Linked DNA regions of Sus scrofa: region 1 is linked to region 2. Evidence: chromatin contacts called from public Hi-C data. All regions are on one chromosome and are shown on one strand. Each heading gives the region's core, a stretch centred on a gene start, on an enhancer-like site or on the middle of the called end of the contact. The rest is flanking DNA. Distances are from core to core; before and after follow the strand shown.

The links. Hi-C and Micro-C count contacts between places; a contact is called where the count stands out from the background.
Region 1: a Hi-C map of skeletal muscle shows a contact between it and region 2, with 3 times the contacts expected there. The contact joins the promoter of LOC100624032 here to the enhancer-like site in region 2. A contact is called at or near these places in 2 of 47 Hi-C or Micro-C datasets (embryonic fibroblasts and skeletal muscle) and 2 of 2 datasets of contacts at active chromatin or transcription factors (alveolar macrophages and skeletal muscle).

What each region holds. Positions count from the first base shown.
Region 1 is chrX:124,541-127,309 of Sscrofa11.1, reverse strand. LOC100624032 (arylsulfatase D) reads left to right here and starts at 1,325. Exons shown (of 10, transcript XM_021079791.1): 1 at 1,325-1,451. The coding sequence starts at 1,408. It overlaps LOC110257664 (a long non-coding RNA gene), which reads right to left and starts at 1,098. Exons shown (of 5, transcript XR_002340588.1): 1 at 1,017-1,098; 2 at 743-858; 3 at 1-13.
Region 2 is chrX:91,169-94,329 of Sscrofa11.1, reverse strand. No RefSeq gene overlaps it. Among named protein-coding and RNA genes, the nearest start is that of GYG2, 40 kb to the right of the region's middle. Within about 2 kb of position 1,334, at least 11 of the 83 cell types and tissues checked have an H3K27ac peak or open chromatin away from gene starts, as enhancers often do. A contact at or near this core is called in embryonic fibroblasts and skeletal muscle, where this site is marked.

The DNA of each region.
Region 1 (2,769 bases), core at 76-2,575, 33 kb before region 2:
TTTAGGGCTTCACCTGCAGCATATGGAAGTTCCCAGGCCAGGGGCTGAACTGGAGCAGCAGCTGCAGGTCTACACCCCAGCCACAGCCACACCAGATCTGAGCTGCATCTATGACCTACCCCAGAGCTCGCAACAACGCCAGATCCTTAACCCACTGAGCGAGGCCAGGGATCGAACCCACATCCTCACGGACACTAGGCCAGGTTCTTAACACGCTGAGCCACATCGGGGACTCCTCACCAGCCTTCATGTGGATCTACATCTGGACACCAGCTTCCTGCCCTCCCTCCAAGCCTCAAAGCTCTCTAGCTGTTCAGTATCTGCTTAAGTTCAGAACCCCGGGATGTAAGGTCCTGCACTGGAAAGGCTCCTCTCAAAGAATCCATAACCCAGGACAAAGACAGAAGCGATACAGATGCCCAAGCACGAATGCTGCTAAATGCATCACCGCAAAAAAAATAAACCACTTGAACTTGCCAAGAAAAAAGCAAAGGTCTTTGCTCCAAAAGACGCAGTGAATTTGGGTGGAGGGGTTCAGGGCTCTGGGTTTTCAACACTCTCAGGATTAGGGGTGTGTGTGTGTGTGTGTGTCGTCTTAGGGCCACACCCTTGGCATATGGAGGTTCCCAAGCTAGGGGTGCTGCTGGCCTGAACCACAGCCATGGCAGCGCCAAATCCTTAACCCACTGAGCGAGGCCAGGCATCCAACCCGCTTCCGCGTGGAACTAGTCTGGTTCATTACCGCTGAGCCGCAATGGGAACGCCTCGGCCTCGGGGTTAGTCTTAAGGCCGCGCAGTCCCCTCTCCTCTGCCCTAGGCTTTTGGTCAGCACAGATTCCACGTGACCATGTGGTAGAACTGCAGAAATGAGAAAAGTCAAAAAAAAGAACGGGTGAGCTGCTAAGGGGACCCGAGCACGCCAGGCAGGGCGCCCCCCACCCCCAGAGCCCCTGGTAAGGGTCCAACTAGGCTAGCTCATTTTTAAACGCCCCTCTCTTGAACCACAGATGAGAAACCTGGCATCCTGGACCCTCTAGAATCTGAATTCTTTTCCCGGTTGCCAGTTTGCAGGAAGCAGGTCCGAAAACGCTTCCTCCGTGAGACGGAGAGAGGGAGCTGCCGCGGGGCGGGGCGCGGCGCGGCAAGGGGTGAAGAGAGGGGGTTTACGCGCCCGGGCCAAGCGGGATTAATCAGCCCCTCCTGGGCCCCACTCTCCTGGGAGTGCCCGCCGGCAAGTGCCCGCCCGGAGAAACCTGTGCGCCAGATCCGTTCCCCGGAGGCCCCAGGAGTTTAAGCGGATCAGAGAGGGAGGTCCCTCCACACCCCCGATCGCCGCGCAAGTCCCTGGGCGGGTCCGGGACACAGGGCTCTCGGGGCAAGGTCCGGCGCTCCGGGCCGCGCTCAGCCATGGGACCCACCGCTCCAAGGAGACGCGCTGCGCCCGCCGCGAGGTGCGCGGGACCCTGGGACACGGTCCCCACTCGATCAGGGGACTGGGGGAGCGGAGTTGGGGGGAGGAGCTCCAGAGCGAGCGTGGGCCCCCGGGAAGGCCCGGCTGTGCGTGCGCCTTGGTGTCACCAAAACGCTGCTGGAGGTCGGGTCTCTGCCCTGGACACACTCGAGGCGAAAGCTCTGGGTGGGTTAGTACTCCCCCAACGAAACAGGGGGCTGGGGGAAGCGAGGAGTAGAGAGAAAGGGAACACGGCCTATGGAGGAGGGGGAAGGGCCGCGAGGAGGAAGGGGACCTGGCAGGCCACGCCCCGGCAGAGCGCGGCCGAGCCCCTCCCCGGCTCTCCAAGCACTTCCCGTGCAACCTCCCCGTCCCCGAGTCCCGGGGGCGGCCGTGTCCCCTCCCCCACGCACTAAGACGCGCCCTGTCCGAACCCACGTGGCCGCCTCCTCGTTACCACCCGGAAACGCCACAACGTCCTCCTTCCAAGGCTTTTTCGCCCCGCCCCGCCCCGCCCCCGGCCCTCCAGCCCGAGCGCGGCCTGCAGCCTGGAAACCCTCGCTTCCCGGCAAAACTAAGATAAGCCCTGTCCTGTCCTGTGCACACGCCACCCTCGCCCCCAGCTCCGCCGAGCCACCTCCCGCTCTTCGGCCACGACCTGTCCCCACCCCAGTCCGGGACCCTATCCCAGGAGCGCAGGAGACCACTCCCTACCCCAGTCTCCGGACTGCGGGCGCACGGGGCAGCCCTGCTGGCGGCCCCGGGACCCCCTGGAGCTTCCAGCCCGGAAACCGGGATCGGAGCGCCTCGGGCCCGCGTCCCTCCAGGTGACGGGACTGGGAGAGCCAGGGGTCCACCCCCGGGCCGCCCCAAACCTCCGTGACGCACCGGCGCGGGGCCCCAGCCCTCGCGAGTCACGGGCCTTTCAAATCCGAGCTGTGACCGTTTGGTCCAAACAGCTGTGCCCTCGCCGCGTCCTGTCTAGGGTCCTTGTCCTCCCACGCGTATCCTTTAAAAATGTAGGCCCCCCTCTGCTCCGACCCGGGCCCGCCTCCCCCGTGGCGGCGCCGGGGCTCCGGGGGCGGAAGGCGCGTTCAGGACACCCGGAAAAACGGGCACTGCCTGCCTGTCGCAGCCCGTCCTTCAGTGAGGGCTTAACTCAAGTGGCTTCATTCCGAATTTTGGCCGACTGTGACTTTCAAAACACAAAACTGGCCGTTCCAAGTTTTCTGCGGCGCGCGTTCTTACGCCAGCCCTTGGGACAAAGAGACCCAGAGCGGGAGAGAGGCTAATCCCAAAATCCGGCTTGAAAGGCCGAC
Region 2 (3,161 bases), core at 85-2,584:
GCCCACTCTTGAAGCCTTGGAAGTCTATGAAAGGCTTTCCAGAGGATGCCAGAGGTGAAGAGTCTTGAGGAAAAACTAAGATTTACACAAGCTTACAGACAGTGTGTGTTTGAGTTTCCTGGGGTGGTGGTAACAAATGACCACAAACCAGGTGGCTTAAAACAATGAAAATTATCCTTTCTCAGTCCTGGAGACCAGACTTTCAAGATCGAGGGGTCCCAGGGCCATGCTTCCTCCCTCCAGAGGCTCCAGGGGAGGGTCCTTCCTGCCTCTTCCAGCTTCTGGGGGCTCCAGGCGGCCCTGGGCTGGTGGCCACCTCCCTCCCATCTCTGTCTCCATCTTCCCGTGGCTTCTCCTCTGTGTCTGGGTCTCTTCTGTCTTTTAGGAGGACACTGTCCTTGGATGGGGGGCCCCCCCATGCAGGAGGACCTCCTCTCAGACCCTCCCCGTGGCTTCTCCTCTGTGCCTGGGTCTCTTCTGTGTCTTCGAAGGACACCCTGTCAGACCAAATGGCTTTGAAAACAAAGCAATACAGGCGTTTCTTCCTGACTTGTTCTCCCATCATCTTCTCCCAAAGCTGCCATGGTTATATTTTTACAAATATTTTGTGGTGGTTCCTAATTCCTTGCCCAGTGACTGATCAAAAAATAGTTCTTGGATGAATTGGGACCTGAGTCATTCCAAAAACTTACCAGAAAAGGCGGGGGGAGTGGGTAAAATTCTCCTTGAGAAACTGCCCTAAAAGGGCATGTCCTTCCACGTTTCCTACAGAGCCCTTGGCCAGAGACCTGTTTTTGTGCCCTCGTTGATCCTAAGGAGTGGCCTTCCAGAAAAATTACTTGCATAACAAGCAGCAATAGGCTGGCAGATTTAGCCAGCCCCACCCAGGAAAGCCATGTGTATACTGTACAGCCTGGGACTGGAGGCCACCTCGGCTGAGGGACCCAGTCACCAAGGCGTGTGATTTTTCTTCGTCCCCAGCTTTATGGAGACCTAATCAATGGTGGGAGCTGAAGGTTGCAACATGGTGACTTCATAGCTTTACATGTCTTGCCAAACGGCCACCCTCACAGTGTCGGCAAACGCCTACATCAGGTTAGACAGATGCCCCTTCTTTTTGGTGAGGAGAACTTTTAAGATGTCCTCTCGTTTTAGTTGACGGCTGAGTAATATTCCATTGTGTACATGAGACCACGTCTTCTTTAAATCCATGCCTCTGTCAAAGGACATTGAGGTTGTTTCCCTGCCTTGGCTGCTGTGAATCGTGCTGCCATGAACACATGGGTGCGGGATCTTTTGGAAACGCAGTTAGAGTCTGGATGGATGCCCAGGAGTGGGACAGCTGGGTCGTGTGGTAGTTCTATATTTAGTTTTCCAAGGGTGCAACCAGATATGATCATACCCAGGGAAGTAAGTCAGAAAGAGAAAGACAAACACCACATGATGCCACTTACAGGTGGAATCTAAAATAAGGCACACATGACTGCATATATCGAAAAAACCAAGGCCTGTATCAAAGTGGATGTTGCTATCTATTTTCCATCTTTTATGATAAACCCCATGTTTTCACTAGAATGATACTATCTGCGATTATAAATATGCTGTCAAATCTCAAAAACTATATATGGCACAAATGAGCCTATCTACAGAACCGATACAGACTCACAGACACGGAGAGACCTGTGGTCGTCAGGGGGTAGGGGGAGGGAGTGGGATGGACGGGGAGGTTGGGGTTCACAGAGGCAAACTATGACACTGAGAATGGATGAGCCATGTGGTCCTGCTGTCCAGCACAGGGAACTCTATCCAATCTCTTGGGATGGACCAGGATGGAAGAGAATATAAGAACCGGTGTGTGTGTGTGTGTGTGTGTGTGTGTGTGTGTGTGTGTGTGTGTGTGTGTGTGTGTGTAGACTGGGTCACTTTGCTGTACAGCAGAAATTGATACAACATTGTAAGTCAACTATAATAAAAATGATTTTAAAAAGGGCAGTCAAAGGCAGGGGGACCCCAGGCTGGGTTCCTCTCATGTGCATTCTGGTCCCGGACGGGGCTGGTGGCAGCAGGCATCTGAGCCAATCCCCACCCGCCTCCCACACACGGTCTAACCTCCTCACCACGCACGCTCTTCAATTGTCCCTTCATCTCTGTACCACCTCCCATCCTGCATCCCGCATCCCACCATGAGCAATCCAGGTAAGCACGTGGCGTCGGCCATACAGTCCCCTCCTGAGACAGAGGACACGTTTCACCCACTGAAAAGGTCCCAACGGTTGCGTCACAGGGTGGCAAAATGTCCAGGAGTGCGGGCTGTCCATACAAAGGTGAGGTTGCCCAACAAGCAGCATCAGGTCCTCGGAGCGGGAGCAGGGGACACCTCCCCAGAGAAGACGCAAGACCCTTCACCCACCCACAGAGAGATACTGAACGGAGGTCAGCTTGGGGGGAAGGGTGACGGCCACTGGAAGGGACAGAGAGGATGAAGCCCTGACGGCTGCAGGTGCGGTCCTGCTGGAGGACCAGAGGCTGAAGCCGTTCTTCAGAAGCCACGTGCTCCACAGCCCAGGGCACGGAGCCTTCCGGAGAAGCCCCGGACCAGAGATACCACGTCCTGTGACACCGACAGGGTCCTTCCAAGGCCATGATGCCTCAAGTGGCCCCGTGGCCAGACGCCCATCATCAGCTTCCCGCCAACAGCACACCAACAAGAGCGTGTCTCCCCAGATGCGCCACAGACGCTCGGCTACAAATTCTTGTTGGCCTTTGTTCTCTGACTCCATCCCCCATCCACCCAACATCTGAGAGGGGAGCCCCCTCAAAATGCACAAATCTCCATGCGATCTCAATGCCCAGGTTGTCCTTGGGGCCAAGGACACCACGACGCCAAGGGACACAGGCACCTGGGCTGCAGGAGGCCAGGGGTCAGAAAGGAGGCCAAGAACGGGGTGAGGGTCGAAAACCCCACCAGGCAAACGAGGGGGGCCCGTGATGCCTCTGAAGATGGAAACTCTTGGGCCACCTTAACGTGCTGGGGGACCCACAGAGATTTTCGCAAATTCTGTTTGTCGTGAACTTAAGCTGATCCATGGCAGCTTTCTCAAGGTCATAAAGCTAAAATGTCCCACAGGTACCCAGCTGCGCTCCAGGCTTCCAATGGACCT